Linked DNA regions of Mus musculus: regions 1, 2 and 3 are each linked to region 4. The links are chromatin contacts, called in public Hi-C and promoter capture Hi-C maps. All regions are on one chromosome and are shown on one strand. The core of a region is the stretch at or near the end of the contact, and the rest is flanking DNA. Distances in the headings are between cores, read along the strand shown.

Region 1 (4,489 bases), core at 1,559-4,058, 1.5 Mb before region 4:
TCTCCATCACTGACCTTGTCCAAAGCTCTTGTTCTGCTTTGTTTTTACTCATTATTGACTTAAATTTTAATTGTTGCATGTCAACCCCTGGAACTGCAGTTATAGGTTGTTATGAGCTGCCCCACATGGGTGCTAGGGCCTAAATTTACAACGGTAGCAGCTGCTCTCAACTCCTAAGCCATATCTCCATCCCCATTCACATAAAAAGATATGAAACTGAGTCTAAGATGTGCAGGCTAGCCTTGAACTCACCCTGTAGTTCAGGCAGACCTTGAACATATATATGATTCTCCTGTATCAGCCTCCAGAGTACCTGGAAGGAGCAGGTCTATGCCACTATGCCCAGAAGCAGAACCCTTTACCAGACAGTCAAATGACAAACTAACACATGAAAAGATGATCAATGTTACTGTCAAGACAGTTGAAATCAATGGGAAATCTTTAGATACCCACTAATACAGCTAGGATGGAAAGACTACTCATACTAGAGTTGCCTAGGACACAGAGGACTAGAACTAATAAACACACACCCAGAGGAACAGAGATTGTGGTCACTCTGGAAGGCTGTTTGTGGCAGACTCTTACCTGCCCTAAATCAGCTTCTTCACCCCTTTGTAGTTACTCAACACAATGAAAGCACATACCCATAGAGTTGTAACACCCAGAAAACTTCATTTGCTAAATGAATTTTTAAATACAAACTCCCAAACTCAAGCAGTATAAATGCCATTAGCTGACCAACAAATAAGCAATTGATGTTTTCCATACAGAGGGCACAAGCTAACAACAGAAGGGAGGAAGGAGGAACAGGTACTACCACAAGAGAGTCCAAGTACTTAGGCCCAGTAAAAGACGGCAGTCCAAAAATGACCCAGTACCTTCTGTGTGATTCCATTTACCAAAAAAATTAGAAACCACAACTCATCTATAACAAGAGAAAACACATGTATGATTCTTTGACAGAACCAAATTTGCCCAAACAGGTATGTTCCCTGCCACCTGTGATAGATGTACACTTCACAGCAGAAATGATCAAATGCACATTATGGGCAGTGTGTTAATTATATATACAGGAGCACTGTTTAAACATAAAGTGCCTTAAAACAGAAACAGGGTGGCAGAACTGTGGACGCCCTACTGAGTAGCACGGTGGGAAACTACTGAAGATGTGCCACACAGTCTCAGTGACAGGTGTAGGAGGGCAAGGAGTGAAAAGGAGGCAGAAACATCACAAGAGGGAGGAGCTTTCTAAGAAGGCACTCTGGGAAAGAGCGAGGAGACCAAAGGAGAGACTCTTGGCTCCCAGAGATGAGAAATTATTAAACTTCTGCCTGCACGGCTGTGTACGATCACATGACTATGGTGAACAGGAACACACGCCTAGAAGGGCAGAAGGCTAGGCGCACAAGAGATGGGTGAGAGGGCAGATTTATGGAAGGAAGGAAGTCACAAGGAAGGCACTCACAGCAGGGCACCACGGCTTCCTCTTCTACCCAAAGCAACTGCAGGCCTAGAGCTGTGTGAGGAAAGCACTGGCCCAGCAGCCTCAACAGCCGGCTCCCATGGGACAAGCTCAGCTCTTATGTCAAAGCATGAGCCAGCACATCTCATGGAATCACAATGTCTTGTCCCAGTAAGTAAAGCCCAAGAGAAGCTGACAGCTAACATTAGAGGGTGCAGGAGGAAATCTTACTAAATAATCTTTATGTAGTTCAGAACAAAACAAACTCATTTTCAATTTTAACCAGCAAGTTCTCAAATCTGAAAATATTTGCATGTCCTGTGTATGTAAAGTAGAATTTGATTTTAAAAATATAACCAGAGCACCCTGGGCAGAACTCAGTGACAAAATGGTCTTCAGTCCTTGTAGGATATCCTATCATAAGAAAGGTATCAGGCACAAAGAATTACCTGTACAGCCCAGAGGCTGGCGGGCAGATCTGAGAAACTGAATAGAGCAAAGTTTATATGCACTGAGACCTGAAGTTTGATCACACCCACTAACAAGTTCATTTATGAATGTAGATAGCCACCCCACCACAAAGTCCAGTTCCATACTTCCTCTCCAGATCCACAGACTTGTGTCATGCAGTACATACCTGTTTGGAAGGTAGGATTCGCTCCAGGGTACATGTTAGGAGAATAGGCAGGTGCTGCTGCATAGCCCACAGGAAAACCAGCTGCAATGAGACAGACAGCACAACAGCATTATCAATGGAAATGCAACCACCTGACCACCATGCCTCTTCACTGTTTCTGACTTCCACACAACCTGCTCAAAACAAAATCATCTCTAGTCAGCTTCTCTTCTTAGAATTGTGACGAGTCACCAACATAACCTAGACTGTTAGATCTATAATTAAATGTTCACACTCCACAACTGGGGCGGGAGTGGGGGTGGTGGTGTGGGAATCAGGCAGGAATCCACTGTCCAGAACAGCTGCATCTAGTGCAAGTTAGGGCACAGAGCAGTTTAACATGTGTGAGAGCCTAGAGTCAATCCCTGGGCCAAAATAACCATGTAAGAGCCAACAAGTAACGCTGGGTATAGTGTACATCTTTAATTCTAGCATGTGAGAGGCAAAGGTAAGTAGATAACTTAGTTCCAGGACAATAAGGGCTACACAGCAAGACCCTGTCTGGTAAAAAAGAATAGCTAAGTCACAATTTTAAGCAGAAGGAAAAGAAGGGAGAGTAAAAATGGAAGAGGGGAGAAAGGAAAAAGAATTCCTCTCGAAACCTAACACCCCTGGCAGTTCCACCCCAGAATCACATCATCTGTGAGTCAACAAGAGTGTTCAGCATCCTGCACTATGTCATTATCCTCACCAGGCTCCACTGCACAAAGAACCAGAATTCAAAGTGAACTTAAACCCACCCTAGGGCCCACTTTTTGCTGATGGGGGGAGGGGGGCAGTTACAAAGAAAGAGCCAGATTGTTTTATTTAAAAGCTAGTAAATTTTGTTCTTGATTCAGACTATTTCAAACTTCTAACTTCATTTCAGGCATCCTCACATTCTGAATTTCTAATTCCCAGCTTCCTCAGTTCAAGTTGGCCAGTTAGGAGCCCAGGATGTCAGGATCATTAAACTCAAGTCTTTTAATAAAAAGGCTATAATTAACCTCAAAGAAACCCAGAATAAGAAAATACAATCAGAATCCATATCTAAGTAAGATCAGTTTCCTTTCTTTGAAAGGATGGCACAGGATTCTCTCCTCCCTGATGTGGGTCTTAGGGATTGAAATCCAGCTGTTGTGCTTAGGGGCAGGCACCTTCATCTTGGGCCTCGGGCCCCTCATGTGGCAGATCTAGCAGGGTAAATAAAGCAGCCATTCATAAAACCTTAGAGTAGTAGTTCTCAACCTTCCTAATGCTAAGACCCTTCTATACAGTTAGCTCCTCATGCTATGGTGAGGGTAAACCATAAAGTTACTTTCATTGCTACTTCATAACTATAATTTTGCTACTGTCATGAATTGTAATGTAATTATCTGTCTTCTGATGGTCTCAAGCAAACCCTGTGAAAAGGGTCGTTCAGCCACAGGGCCCCACATAAATGTACATAGAAAAGCAAAACCCCAATAAGGGGAAAAAGAATTCAACTTGCATGAACCCCAGAGGGGTTGAGACCCACAGGCTGAGAACCACTGTCTTAGCTGAAAACCATTCCTCTGTCAGGCAAAGTCCCCTGAGTGTGTAACTTGGGGAGGAGCACTCAGGAGTGGTAAGGGAGCAGGGGCACCTGCTTAGCCAGTCAGATCATCTAAACCAGCCCCAGTAATCCACAGGGTAGGGTGACAAGCCGTTAAAGGCCAGATTCTTGATGATACTCCTGCTTCGAAATCTGACCTCCCCAAAGCCTTCTTAAACAAGCCTAAGGTTTGTGCTGCAATGAAGTCACCCCTCCACAGTGCACAGGAACCCCTACAAGGGCTCAGTTCTCTTCTCCTGCATGAAGCTGGAGCCTCCACACTCCTCCCCTTGGTCTTCAATTGGATCTTCCTCTACCTTGGTACAACTGGTCAGGCTCTCTTCTGGACTCTTTCTTTCCCACTTGCCTTCTTCAGTCAGTCAGACAGTGAGTGGGCAGTACTGGTCAGCAGGGAAGTGATTTTCACCAATGTCCTATGGACCAACCCAGAGGCCCAAAGCAAACCAGGTCAAGCAGTATCAACTCACCCTAAGCAGGATACTGCTTAGGTACCAGAGAACCAGTTAGGAGCAAAAACCTTTTATGATATAATTTTTTTTAAACCAGAAATGCCACTAACTAGATCAAATTCCATAGGCCATAACACACACACACACACACACACACACACACACACACACACACACACACACACAAGAAAATTTCCTCATGCCTCCCTCATAATCCTCAGGAAACCATCTACACCAGTGCTTGTGACCAGAGTCCATCCCAGCCTTCCAACAGTGAGTTAGCAGGCACCAAGTCTAATGGACTGACTCATGACACAGCTGTGTGG
Region 2 (4,260 bases), core at 1,671-4,170, 1.1 Mb after region 4:
GCAGGAGACTCACAAGTTCCAAGTCAGTCTGTGTTACACACTGCTAGATGTGGCAGCACACGCCTTTAACACTAGCACCTGGGAAGCAAAGGCCTGTGAGTCTCTGAGCTTGAGGCTGGCCTGGTTTACAGAGTGAGTTCTAGGCCAGCCAGATATACACAGTGAGACCTTATCTCAAAAAGAAAGAAAAAAGAAGAGGAGGAGGAACAGCCAGAAAAGAGGAAGAGGAAGAGAAAGAGGAAAAGAAAGAAGTAGTAATAAAAGAAAATGAAACAGAAAGACTGAGCTCTAGGTAAGAGATTTCAGGCAGCTTATTGTCATTTATGCAATGACACAGCAGAACTCTTTAACTCCTCTACTAATTTTTATGCTTTCCCAGTGTTTGGACCACACTTTCAAATTCCTCACAAGCCTAAAAGCTTGCATTTTACATAGCTGACAAAACACAAGGGAAGACAAGAAAACTGCACGGGGAGGCCCTCCGTAAGTGGCAGGACTAGGGTGGAGAGCTGTCACCCAGGAGACACAGCAGCCATATTGGGTTTCGGTCTCCTTCGTGCTGAACCTCTGCACCCTCTGTTTCTTTATGAACACAGGCGATGAGCTCTCAGTGTAGTCCCAAAGCCAGCAGACATAGGCTCAGACTCAAGGGTGCGCCTCTTTCAAGGAAAGCTCACATTTCTGCTTCACATTTTTTTCCCCCTTGAAAAGCCTGTTTCCATCCTAAAGACCTGTATAGATCTTTCAAGTCGTGGAATGGTAGCATATTGCCCAGGCACCAGTGATGTCATTTGGGGACCTCCTGCCACCATCTTTCACGCCAAAACTCAAGCACTGACACTTCTTCCTGGCCGTGTAAGACAGAAGTGCCAACGCTGTCCTCAGCCTGCTAGGCTTGTGTGCAACTGCCAATGACCTGAATTCATGAGGTCAGCTCTTCCTATTTAGGACTTGCTGAGACCTCATCCTCCAGCTTTCAGGAAACCATGAGGGCCAGCTGCTCTACAGGATAACATGGTATGCTTGCTCTATGTTCATCACTGGAGTCCCCACACCATTATCCAAACCATATCACTACAACTGATGTATGACCATTAAATCATTCACATTTAATTCTATGTATAGGTAACATAAGCTTTTGAAATGGTTCATCACTTACCATTGATCTTTTACATTCAAAAAAGGAATACTGCAAAGCTCTACAGTTGCCTTCCTTCAAACACTGCCGTGGGGATTTTCCTTCCTGTGATATACAAACCAATGTGAATGTCTGAAAGACTGTCCCACAAAGCACAGACAACTGTTCTTCTGAAAGTAGTTTTTTTTTTTAAAGTTGACTTAAGAAAATTCTTAATTCCTTTTTATTAACCTTGGTGATTAAAGAAAAGCAAATGTAAAGATTATCAAATAAGTAAGTATTTTGAGTCTGCTTTGAAATTTAATTTTATGAGTGTTTGCCTGCATGTACAAACATGCACTACATACAGACCTGGTGCCTATGGATGTCAAAGAGGCTACCAGGAGGAACTGGAGGATAGATGATTGTGCACCACCTTATGGCTGCTAGGACCAAATCCTGACCCTCTGTAAGAGCAACAAGTGCTCTTAACCACTGAGCCATCTATTTTCCAGCCCCCAGAGCCTAAGATTTTTAGGACATATCGTCAATGTTTGTATAAGCCTTCCTATGGATGAGAACCATGAATTGGATGTGTTAAAATAAAGACCTTTTAGTGTTAGTACTAAACTCTGTATATAAATGTTAATAGGGAGGGGCTGGCAAAGTGGCTAAGTAAAGAAAATGCTTGCTGTGCATGAGAGCTCCCAGTTCAGCACCCACATAAAGAGCTGGGCATGGTGGCAGAAGTCGTTTATCCCAGAATGGGAGTGGAGCCAAGCAGATCTGGTTAGGCTAGCCAATTAGGTCCACTGACATGCTATCTCAAGTAATAAGGTGGAGGGGCTGGAGAGATGAGTCAGCGGGCAAGAGGCCTTGCTCTTCTGAGGTCAAGGTCAGTAATGGGAAAACCATACTGAGTTCCCTCTGGAAGTTTCAACTTTTCTGGTTTTCCAAGAGTCATAAAATCTTAAGAAGTCTATTTTTGAGAAAGTTCTGAACCTTCTCCCCACTCCCCTTTCTCCTCACTATCCCCCACTGGAAGGTACGTTGTGATCATCTGAGTTCATACCCTACGTTTCTCTGAGCCCTTCTCATTCCTCGCCTGTTTCCCAAGGCAGCACATAGTATAAAGGCTTATGTTGAATTCCTCCCAGAATGCAATGCTATAGGTTTAAGATAGGTTAAAGATCGGCAGAGAGAAACTATGGCACACCATGAGATACTTCCATATTCTAGAAGCCAAGGAACCAAAACTCTCCACCACAGATCAAGTAGCCATGCGGCGCAGGCACAGGCCTTGGCAGCTGCCCTTAGAGTGGGAGTCTCTGGTGGCGCGTGCCAGCACTCAGGGATCGCTTCCTGAACAGAGCTGGCTGAAGGTTTACAAAATCCTTAGGTGGGTAGTAAGTTATCTCCCACTTAACACCAGTAAGAACTGGGGATGCGAGCTCAAGAGACCTGTCCAAAGTCAGGAGCGGACGCGCGACCTCTACCCTCGACGTGACCTCCCCTCGCAGGCCATCATGGAGCCAGTCTTGACTGAGCTCTGCCACCCAGATCCGCTACCTGGAGCACACAGGCAGACTGCAGCAGACATGCACCCAGATCCTCCTTCACGCCCGCACACGCGCCGCCCTCCGGCTTGTCCTCATAATACCGGGGCATGGCGGGGACCCACCGCCCTCACCACACTGGATCACGGCCCTCGGTCACCCCGCACGGCCCGGAAGGGCGTGGGACACGCCCACTGGCAAGCTACCGGCGAGGGTGGGAGAAAGTCTCAACAACTTCCGCCAGGAGTGCGACTCTTCAGGGTATGCGCACGCGTGGCGGAAGTGCGTGTCCGTAACGTAAATACAGAGCGCCGCAAGTGCGGGCTACGTAGCGGGAAGGGAAGTGGCCCCAGCGGCGGCTGGGCTCGGCTGCCCTGGGAAGGTGGCGGTAGTCCCGGGCCCAGGACGAGGCCTCGAGGGCCTTCAGGTGCGGCCTGCTCTGTGTGCGCAGGGTGGCGTTCGTGCCGTCGGCCGTTTCCACGGTTAGCTCGCGACCTGGCGTCTCAGCGGCTGGGCGAGGGACCGGCCGGCGCCCGGCAGCTCGAGTCCTAGGCCCGCCGTGGAGCTGCTGGGTAAAACCAAAGACAGCCGCTTACGTGGGAATCGCAGGATTAGAGCCGTTTTTCTATTCTAAGCAGGTCTGAAATTTTGCAAGGAGACACACACCCTGAAACCTTGTCGTTGCTTGTTCTTAAGTCAAATGTCACTGGGCCGTTTGTATTTTTAGTTGACAGAGGCTTGGGGTAATGGAGACCTGCTGGCGGGGCGGGGCGCCGCGCCGCGCCGCGGAGGGCAGGTAGGCTGGGCGGTGACCAGCAGTCATTTAGCTTCGGACTAGTTGGACTGGCCCCTTCGCGCTGTTATTCCTCCTACCCAGCCATCCTAGGAGTAAAACCATCAAGGAGTGTAATTTTTATTGTCACATTCTGAATAACCAGGGACTTGCTGGCCATCGCCGATGGACTTGTACAAATAAACTGTGTGTCTTACTTTTTCAGTAACCTTGCTTTTAGATTAAACTTTTTGTTTGTTTTAAATCTTGGTCATTACAAACACGGAATTTTGAACCAGTGTTCGGTCATTGTCCCGTGTTAATGAGGACGTCATTGCACACCCCCTTGTGCTGCTTTTTCCTTGGCCTCCATTATCAGTAGTGAGCTACTGCAGCTGTCAAAGGCTTGATTGAGGTGAAGGTTGGGAAACCATCGACTGAAGTTAAGTGCTTGTTTCAGGTGATACAGGAGTTTGTGGTACTGCCTTGATGGCATTACCCTTGGCCAGCCCCTAGACAAGCCCCAGAACCAACTCTATAGCTTCTGGCCCCTAATCCTTTCTGAAGGTGGCAAGAGAAAACGTCATAGCGCTGACGAGGAGTTCTAGTAGCCAAATAATTACATTTAAGATTACATCTAAGAGAAATGTTCTCATTCCATCTAGGAAGATGCTACCAAGTACTTCCTTGAGTTCTTCGATGCACGGGAATGGAGTATTAAATTCCAGGGATGCAGCAAGGCACACGGCTGGAGCAAAACGCTACAAGTACCTCAGAAGGCTCTTTCGATTTCGGCAGATGGACTTTGAGTTTGC
Region 3 (4,159 bases), core at 1,131-3,630, 1.6 Mb after region 4:
TACTTGTTTCTGCTGCTGAGCCTTCCTGAGCGCCGCCAGCCTCTTTTCTTTGAGCAGCTCCAGTTCATCTTCACCAATCTGATCCAGTTTCTGAATTTCAGAGTCCAAGTGATTCTCCACCAGCTTAGCGGCCTGGAGGAACTGGTTCTCCAGGACTTCTGAGAACATGTCGACGGATCCATTACCTTCCATTGTTCTAAGTGGTCTTGGTGCTGGGGGAGGGGGCATAAAAAATAAGTATTAAGTTTACATTTCGGGGGCTTTGTTGTTTTTTTTTTTTTTTTTAAAACAGGGTCTCTGTAACAGAGCCTGAGAGGTTAACACAACAGATGCCATGTTGGAGGCACTATTTTGGCCTTAGAACTCAGCATGTAGGCCCCAACACCTGCCAAAACCAGAATAAAGATGTAAACCATCAAAGATCTCATTTATGGTTCCAGAATCCAGGGAAATCCCTAAATACACTAGCTTGCTTTTCGGCATACTTCCTCAAAAATATCCTGACATAAACGTTACAAGTCCAGGTGACAGCCCATCGCTTCTACGACTAAAGGCAGGCTCTTGAAGCAGAGAGAAGTAATTACACACACGTCTACTTGTGTCCAACATCTGCTGGAGAACAACATTAATCTGGGAGTAGATTAATTAATGCAACCAAGACAATCCCTACTCTCTGAGCCATGCCCACTGGCCAACCTAATCTACCCAATTTCTCAATGAGTCTTTCTTCCTAGGTGACCGTAGATTATTCTATCAAGTTGACAGCTAAAACTAATCAGCTCACACACAAAATAAGCCTGGGCATGGTGGCTCATGATTACAACCTCAGCTCTCAAGGGCAGAAGCATAAGGGTCACACCTCATATTTGGAGCGATAGGCCTGGGCTACATAAGGTCATTTAAAAACTCCAACTGTCAGCTTCTCATAAATACTATACAACTGAAAAGAAGCTGTACTCCCAGGATCCCTAACTCGGGGAAGAGAGAGAAGGATCCGAGACCAGCCACTCAGAATCTGCATCACAGTATTCGTTTATCACCGAGAATTTCACAGGAGACCTTTACGTTTAAATGCGGAGCTTCACGCGACTAAAAGTGCTGCCCTGAATTAGGCGGAGGTGGTCACTGCCTTTATATTGGGGGTAAGGACATAACTTTCTATTTATTGAACCAAATCGAGTATTATTCTTACCGACGAACTGGGGGCCCTGACACCTATGTACTCCCCTACAAACTCCTAACCGAAACCCTAACCCCATGTACCTGTCAGCAGACTCTTCGCCACTCCCTGAGCTCAAGAGACTGGTGGAGTAGTTCCGGGGGGACCCGATTTCGCACTAACTGGGGCGCATGCGCCGTAGCCTCCGCAGCCGCCCAGACGAGGCCCTCCCAGCCGCTCCCTCGATCCCAGCCGAGGATGTGTCCTTCATCAACACTGGGACGCTGTGGCACTATCGGCCACATCACCCTCAGCCGTACCTGGACTATTGATGAGGCCTACGGAGAGAGGAAGCCGCAGATCAAGAATACCCACCGGGTTCACACAGGTTTCAACCTCGCAGCAATTGTTAAGGGCAGAGAAGGGGCTGTTAACTCCGCCACTTCATTGGCTACAGTCCTCTCGCGATACAATGTGAGACACTCGCGGAAAGGGCGGTGGCGAGTGACGAAAGCCTCGGAGAAGCCCTATCCTCCGCCACCCGGAACTACTGGCTTCCGAGCCTACGCTTCACGTGGGCTAATGGCCGGAGGGATGGGCGCTAGGCACGTTGGGAATTGTAGTTCTTTGTGCACTGACTGCGGGTCCCGGCTCTACCGGGAAACGAGCCGGGTCTTGAGCCTGAGTGACAGAGGGGCTTCATTTCTCGTTGTGTTTAATAGTTTCGAAAGTGTAGCTTACAGTACATTATAATTTATACACAGCTCACACTAGTAACATCGCCCCGAAACATGGAGAAAATTTTCACCATGCCAGGATCTTCCCTCCTGACTTTCTTAGGCACATGAATTTTTAGAACTTGCTCATACGAAGATTCATATTAGGGGACCCGTTGCTGTGTCCTTATGTCTTTTTCCCCTTAATAAATGTACACAGTTGACAATTCATGAGTGTTTCTGAGAGGGATCCCATTTTTTGTCCTGCCACCCCCAGAACGCTCATCATTGACTCTTTGTGGTCCTGTAATGGACTTCCCGCAGCTGAGGCCGCGTAGGCAGGGGAGAATTTTCAGTCCCACTTCTGCGTCGAAAGCCAGCCCCGGGAAGGGTGCCGACGTGAGAAATGAACGGCCTCATTGTCGTCCTCTAGGTTCTAGAACCCGGGATCCGCCGGACGTCGGTGCGCGGCGCTCACTTGCGGCGAGGGGGCGCCTGGGTTCCCACCTGGCCGGCGGCTCTACTGGAGACGCTCTAGCCGAAGCGCCGCTCTCGATGAGCCGCGCCCTGCGTCCCCACGCCGAGGCGGCGGGGCGATGCGCTTGCGTACTGAGGGCTCACACCATATGTGCCCTGTCCCAGTGCGCGGGTCTGTGGAGAGCCGGGTGCGAGAGGCGGCGGCGCGAGGGGGACCGAGCCGAGCGGGCATTGGAGTCAGCCGGGAGACAGTGGGTCTGTGAGACACCGAACCGAGGGGCCGGGGCCGCGAGCGCCGTTGACAAGCGATGGGGAAGAAACAGAAAAACAAGAGCGAAGACAGGTAGGCGGCGGGGCTCGGGCCGGGGGTCCTCCGGGAGTCGCGCGGGGCCCTGGATGGGCGAGCCTCGACGGGGCGCGTCCCGCGGCCGGGGCTCGGGCTGGGGTCCGAGGCGTGGGGCTGAGGGGCTCGGAGGTCGTTTGGGGGTCCGGGCGGTGTGGGGCCGGGCTCGGGCGCTGCTAAGCCAGGCCTACGGCCCAGGTGAGTGCGAGCCGGGCCCGGAGAGCCCGGGTGGGGCGGGCCGGGAACGGCTCCCTCGCCTCCCCTGGCCCTGGGAACGCCTCCCAGAGCGGCTCAGGAACTTCGGAGGTGCTCGGGGTTGCGGAGAGGTAGCCCAGCGGCTCCCTCCTCCCGTGTGCCAAGTTGGAAACACTTCTGGGGTTATTTAAAGTCCCGGTTGCCCAGTCCTGCTTTCTGGCTTTCCATTTTCCGGCCTCTTTTTTTTTTTTTTTTTGCGTATGTCTTGGCTTCCTACCGCTTCCCTTAAGAAAGGAGGAGGGGAAGAAACCAGTCAAGGGTCGCTGCTTTCTAACCTTAAAAGAAAAAGCCTTTTCAGGGGAAGGAGTGTGTGTTTATGAGCTACTTAGGCGGAGATTTGGGGAGCATGCCTGTGCCACGTTCGATTAAGTTCTTTTACCCTTTTCAGTTGAGTTGACTTCCTGGGCGTCTGCAACCATCTGTTCCATTTCATCTTTAAGTAATGGCCATTCAACTTAATTTAAAACACTACAGGTAACCGAAAACAAAACCAAGCCTTGTGGCACTTCATCGCTGTGGCTCACACAGACATGGTTTTGAAGTTAAAGCTGTTGAAGTGTATGTCGGAACACTTAAGTGTGTGGACCTCGCAGTTGGCTATCTGGCAAGAAGAATTTAAAGACTAGGCTTGTATTTTGGTTTTAGGTCTGTTGGAGAATGTAAACTGGTCTGCGGAATAGATTCTGGGTTTCTTGTGGCAGAGTTAGTGTTTATGAGGAACAGGGTTTATTACAGATTTAGATGTGAGCATTAAGAGGGACAACAGAGGAGGGTTCTGTAGAGCAGGGAAGCTGAGAACTTCCTCTAGAATGGGGGTAGGGCTTCTCAAAGAGTGGCCTGAAAGTTACTGTTAGTCAAATCAGGAGAATAAAAAGAGGTAAGCAGATATTCCTGAACCTTTGGTAGGACATTGGCATACGTGAGTAACATTTTATTTATTTATATTTTTCTGAGAAGAATTTTGAGTTCTATCAGTCATCTATCTATGTATGTACTCTGCATTGTCTGTTTCTGTGTTAAATCATCACCCTACCCTGCCTTTGCCGGTCTGCAAACATCATCACTTGGCCAGTTCTAAAATACCCACTTGTTGGACAGTCTAAACCAAATCTGAGGCCTTTCATGTGTACAAACGTCAGGTGTATCTGGAAGATAAAGGTTGTGCTGGGGCCCTGTAGAAATGTAACAAGACAACCACAGTTGGATTGG
Region 4 (4,556 bases), core at 274-2,773:
AAGCTCTCCATTCACCCTGCAGCCCCAATCACTCCTAAGAACATCTAAGCCCCGCCACGCATCACTTCCTTAAGAAGGAAACCCAAACTCACATGGTATTCTCAAACTCACATAGTATTCTCCTGCTGCCGACGGGGGGTTACAAAGAGCATGCGGGTGGGGCGGGCACTACTGGCATCTGGGTGGGCACTCCACGGTTTTGCATAGCTATGATCCAGGAAAACGAGGTCCAGTTCCCGCTCATGCACTGAAAGCTGGAAGAGCAGGGAGGTACCCATCCGCCGAGCTGAAGTCTGGAAGTCCCTCTCCCCACCCCGGTGGGCCATGTCAGTAGTCAAGCAGCCAAGTCAGGGTGTGAATATCTGCATGCTAGTCACCTGCAGTGAAAGGGGGCTTGTGAATTCAATAGCTTCCATTTCTCCCAACTTTCACTATCAAAACATGTCTTTATGCTCAGCATTCGATCTTTGATTATGCACATCTATGTGTCCTCCCACACCGCCACCAAACAGAACGGTGCCATACACAATTTTATAACTGTAAACTGACAAGACTCCACAGTTCACAAAAACATGACCTTTGCAATTGCCAAGGCGTGGTGACGCACGCCTTTAATCCCAGCACTGGGGAGGCGGAAGCAGACGGATCTCCGGGAGTTCAAGGGCAGCCTAGTCTACAGAGTGGGTTCCAGGACAGCCAGAGCAATATATTGAGATCCCATCTCAAAAACAAAAACCTAAATTTGCTGGGCAATTTTCTTCCTGGGTGGTAAAGGTTTTTGCAAACCAGAGGGATCACAAACATGAATTCATCAAAAGCTAAAGGTCCCTACTTTTCGTCCCCTAAACAGGACGTGGGCAGGGCTGGTCTGCTCGGGTGGCCCCAGCACAACAGGCGGGCACCGCGGGCCTCCAAGCTTCATTGCTTTGGGCTGAGGTCAAGGGGACTCTCCTAGGGTCACGCTCCACCAAAGGTTTGCATCAACCTCATGGTACTCCGGAGTTTTGGGAAGAGAAAAACTAGAGCCCGCCCTCAGCCCGGCCGGGCCCTCAGAAGGCCTCTCCTCCTTCGCCCTCCCTCGGCGAGGCGCCCAGCAAACGGCCCGCTCCTCTGAGAGGTTCCCGCCACGGAACCGCAGAACCTCAAAACGGCCCACCCGGGCGGCGGCCCCGGAGCCCGGACGACTCGGCCAAGGTCATCCCGAGTTCCCGGCGAGGAGGAGCCGCCCGGCCCCACCTCCCCTCCCGGGGCCCTCCTCGGCCTCGCGCCTCGGCCGCCCCAGCGCCGCGTCTGCCTCCCGCGCCCCGCCCGGCCGGCCCGGCCTGGCCCGCGGCTTCAGCCCCCGACCCCTCATGCCCGCGGAGCCCCGAGGGCTTCTCCGAGCCCGCCGCCCAACGCCTGGAACCCCACGGGCCACCACCCGCGCCGGGGCAAAACCGCGTCTCACCCGCAGTTGTCGGCCGCGCGCTCGCCCGAGCCGGACCCCAATGCGCGTGCGCCTTACCTCCCGGCGCCTTGGGCTCTGAGGAAAACGCGGAAGCAGATCGCTCTCCCGGAACCGCGCGGCGGCGAGCGGCAAAGCCCGGAGCGGATCCGCGCCCGGGACCTGGCTAACCTGTGGGGAACGCGGAAAGCGCGCGCGACTCCCGGGGCAGAGACGTTCTCCCTCTGCGTTTTCTGTGGGAAAAGTGAGGACAAAGAGCAAGATAGTTCAGACCACCCCAGCGCTCGGTGTCCCCTTCCCTGTTACAGAGCTGGGTTCAATTTGCAGTGTGCGGGTGGGGTTTATTTCAGCCCATCGGGGTTTATAATCCTAGCACTCTCTGGAGGCTGAGACAGGAGGATCGAGGTGAGTTCCAGAACAACCTGAGCTACACCATGACACCCTGTCTCAAGACCTCAAAGCAAACCAGAGAGATGGGGAGATGAAGAGAGGGAGGGAAAGCTTTGCAGAATGTTGGGATACAATTCTAGGGCTCTGCGGAGTTTAATAAGAAACTGGTACAGCTCAGACTAGGATGAGGTGGAAGATGAGGCAGAGGACAGATGTAAGGTTCAATTTTTTTTTCCCCCAGGTTTTTTTAATTAGGTATTTAAAAGGATCTTTACCAATCCTAAATCAGATAGGGGACTAATATCCAATATATATAAAGAACTCAAAAACATGGACTAAAGAAAACCAAATAACCCCATTAAAAATGGGGCTCAGAGCTAAACAAAGAATTCTCAACTGAGGAATACCAAATGGCTGAGAAGCACCTGAAAAAATGTTCAACATCCTTAATCATCAGGGAAATGCAAATCAAAACAACCCTGAGATTCCACCTCACACCATCAGAATGGCTAAGATTAAAAATTCAGGTGACAGCAGATACTTGCAAGGATGTGGAGAAAGAGGAACACTCCTCCATTGCTGGTGGGATTGCAAGCTTGTACAACCACTCTGGAAATCAGTCTGGTGGTTCCTCAGAAAATTGGACATAGTACTACCAGAGAATCCAGCAATACCTCTCCTGGGCATGTATCCAGATGTTCCAACTGGTAATAAGAACACATGCTCCACTATGTTCATAGCAGCCTTATTTATAATAGCCAGAAGTTGGAAAGAACCCGGATGTCCCTCAACAGAGGAATGGATACAGAAAATGTGGTACATTTACACAGTGGAGTACTACTCAGCTATTAAAAACAATGAATTTAAGGTTCGACTTTTAACTGCTTGGCTCAGCCTTTTTCTCAACTTTGAAATGTGCAAATGCCTAAACCCTGATTCACCAGGTTGCCAGGGGAATGCAGTCAATTATTTCTGCCACCTGTCAAGAGCTCCATTGATTTCTTGATGGCAATTACTATGAGCGACCCCCACCTCCCGGTCTTAGAACTCAGTGTTATTGGTTGTTTTTTCATTTATGGAGGGGATGGAGAGACAGGGTCCCATGTATCTCAGGCTAGGCTCATTCTAGCTATGCAGCCAGGGAAGACCTTGAATTTGGTTGATGGTTTGGTTCGATTTGGGTTTTGATTTTGTTTGGTTGGTTGTTTTTGTTTTGTTTTTGTTTTTGTTTTGTGTTTTGAGACAGAGTTTCTCTATGGAGCCCTGCTGTCCTGGAACAAGCTCTGTTGGCCAGGCTAGCCTCAAACACAGAGATCCGTCTTCTGCGCATGCCCACCACTTCCTGGTTGCCCTTGAACTTCTGACTCTTCTGCCCCTCTTCTTTTCAAGTGTCCGGATTATAGGCCTGCACCACCATAGAACACTGTTTTAAACACTCAGTTGCCATCCCATTTAGGCTTAAATAAGGTAGAGGGGTCGGGAAAATTAAGCTACAAAATGTTTCTAAGTGTACAACGACTGAAAATTAATTCAAGGGGTGTAACTGGCAGTTCATGACTCACATCCACAATGTCACTGCAGCCTTGGTTCTGAGCACACAACATGCACTTTCGCACGGCTCGTGCCATTTAGCTAGCTAGAGTGCCAACAAATCTTTCGAAACCCCTTGGCTCAGATTTTAGACTACTGTATGTTATCAATTGCAGTGTTTTTGCTGTAGACACAAAGTTTTCTGCTCTTACAGAAACCTGATAGTTTTATTACAAAAACAAAGGCTCTTAATATTTTCCTATCTTTCAGCATGTGTCAAAGTAGCATTTCTTTGGATTGTGACAGAATGCCTAGTCTTAGAAATTGCATTTTGAATGGCTGACTTGGGCTTCCTAAAACAATCGTTAAGTGAATTTTAGCTTGGTATCAGGGCATACTGCCCAATCATTTCTGAGAACACTTCTGCCATTTTATAGCCTGTCTTTATATGAAGTAGCTTTCTTAGCATTAATTACTATAAAATCAAACTACCTATCCCCTCAGAGGCAGAAGGATTAGGAATTCAAGAACAGCCTCAGCTATACAACAGTAAGTCAGAGCCAACCTGGGCTATGTGAAACCCTGTCCCCCAAATTAAAAAAAAAAAAAATCAAAGGAAAAAAGAGGCCAAATGTTTTACTTTTCCATTAGAAAGACCTCCCCTTGGGTTAGAGATGGTTCAGGGGTTAAGAGAACTGACTGTTCTTCCAGAGGTCCTAAGTTCAATTCCCAGCAACCACATGGTGGCTCACAGCCATTTGTAATGGGATCCGATGCCCTCTGCTGGTGTGTCTGAAGACAGCCACAGTGTACTCATATACATAAAATAAATAAATCTTAAAAAGAAAAAAGAAAGCCCTCCCCCTCCCGTGAGGCATCATGGATTTTCCTGTATATAGATCTTGATGGTCTCACTTCTTGTATTTTCTCATCTAAATTGCATGATTTTGCCAGTAATTCATTCCAGACAGAAGAGAATTCTGTGCCTGACTTTGAACTCAAAAGGTCAGTAACAGAAGAAAAGGAAGGAGGAGTCCTCAAAGCAGGGAGGTCGATTGTCTGTGTGGGCCTCAAGCCACTTGTCTTATCTACACTCTGTCATGCGTCCTTCACCTCCCAGAGATTCTCTTTGGAACCAAGAACCTCTTATCTCTGTGATGTTCCTCTTGTTGCTAAGCTCCACTCACCCTGT

What was found. Promoter capture Hi-C pulls out the DNA fragments that hold promoters and counts their contacts. Hi-C and Micro-C count contacts between places; a contact is called where the count stands out from the background.
Region 1: a contact with region 4 is called in a Hi-C map of muscle stem cells, with 4 times the contacts expected there. The contact joins the enhancer-like site here to the promoter of Kansl3 in region 4. A contact is called at or near these places in 2 of 39 promoter capture datasets (cranial neural crest and hippocampal neurons), 1 of 484 Hi-C or Micro-C datasets (muscle stem cells) and 1 of 115 datasets of contacts at active chromatin or transcription factors (embryonic stem cells).
Region 2: a promoter capture Hi-C map of liver shows a contact between it and region 4, with 5 times the contacts expected there. The contact joins the promoter of Coa5 here to the promoter of Kansl3 in region 4. A contact is called at or near these places in 5 of 39 promoter capture datasets (the C10 cell line, hippocampal neurons, liver and 1 more), 1 of 484 Hi-C or Micro-C datasets (CD4 T cells) and 1 of 9 other capture datasets (adipose tissue).
Region 3: a promoter capture Hi-C map of liver shows a contact between it and region 4, with 2.8 times the contacts expected there. The contact joins the promoter of Eif5b here to the promoter of Kansl3 in region 4. A contact is called at or near these places in 2 of 39 promoter capture datasets (liver and pre-B cells), 1 of 115 datasets of contacts at active chromatin or transcription factors (pancreatic cancer cells) and 2 of 9 other capture datasets (adipose tissue and liver).

What each region holds. Positions count from the first base shown.
Region 1 is chr1:34,826,668-34,831,156 of GRCm38.p6, forward strand. It overlaps Fam168b (family with sequence similarity 168, member B), which reads right to left. Exons shown (of 7, transcript NM_174997.2): 3 at 2,100-2,180. Among named protein-coding and RNA genes, the nearest start is that of Fam168b, 14 kb to the right of the region's middle. Within about 2 kb of position 2,809, at least 57 of the 459 cell types and tissues checked have an H3K27ac peak or open chromatin away from gene starts, as enhancers often do. A contact at or near this core is called in muscle stem cells, where this site is marked.
Region 2 is chr1:37,427,183-37,431,442 of GRCm38.p6, forward strand. Coa5 (cytochrome C oxidase assembly factor 5) reads right to left here and starts at 2,921. Exons shown (of 3, transcript NM_198006.4): 1 at 2,687-2,921; 2 at 1,160-1,243. The coding sequence starts at 2,785. It overlaps Unc50 (unc-50 homolog), which reads left to right and starts at 2,957. Exons shown (of 6, transcript NM_026123.4): 1 at 2,957-3,311; 2 at 4,111-4,260. The coding sequence starts at 4,115.
Region 3 is chr1:37,995,630-37,999,788 of GRCm38.p6, forward strand. It overlaps Eif5b (eukaryotic translation initiation factor 5B), which reads left to right and starts at 2,381. Exons shown (of 24, transcript NM_198303.2): 1 at 2,381-2,695. The coding sequence starts at 2,661. Txndc9 (thioredoxin domain containing 9) reads right to left here and starts at 1,579. Exons shown (of 5, transcript NM_172054.4): 1 at 1,480-1,579; 2 at 4-212. The coding sequence starts at 192.
Region 4 is chr1:36,367,658-36,372,213 of GRCm38.p6, forward strand. It overlaps Kansl3 (KAT8 regulatory NSL complex subunit 3), which reads right to left and starts at 1,524. Exons shown (of 22, transcript NM_001310513.1): 1 at 1,448-1,524; 2 at 112-377. The coding sequence starts at 326. Fer1l5 (fer-1-like 5 (C. elegans)) reads left to right here and starts at 4,533. Exons shown (of 53, transcript NM_001277076.2): 1 at 4,533-4,556.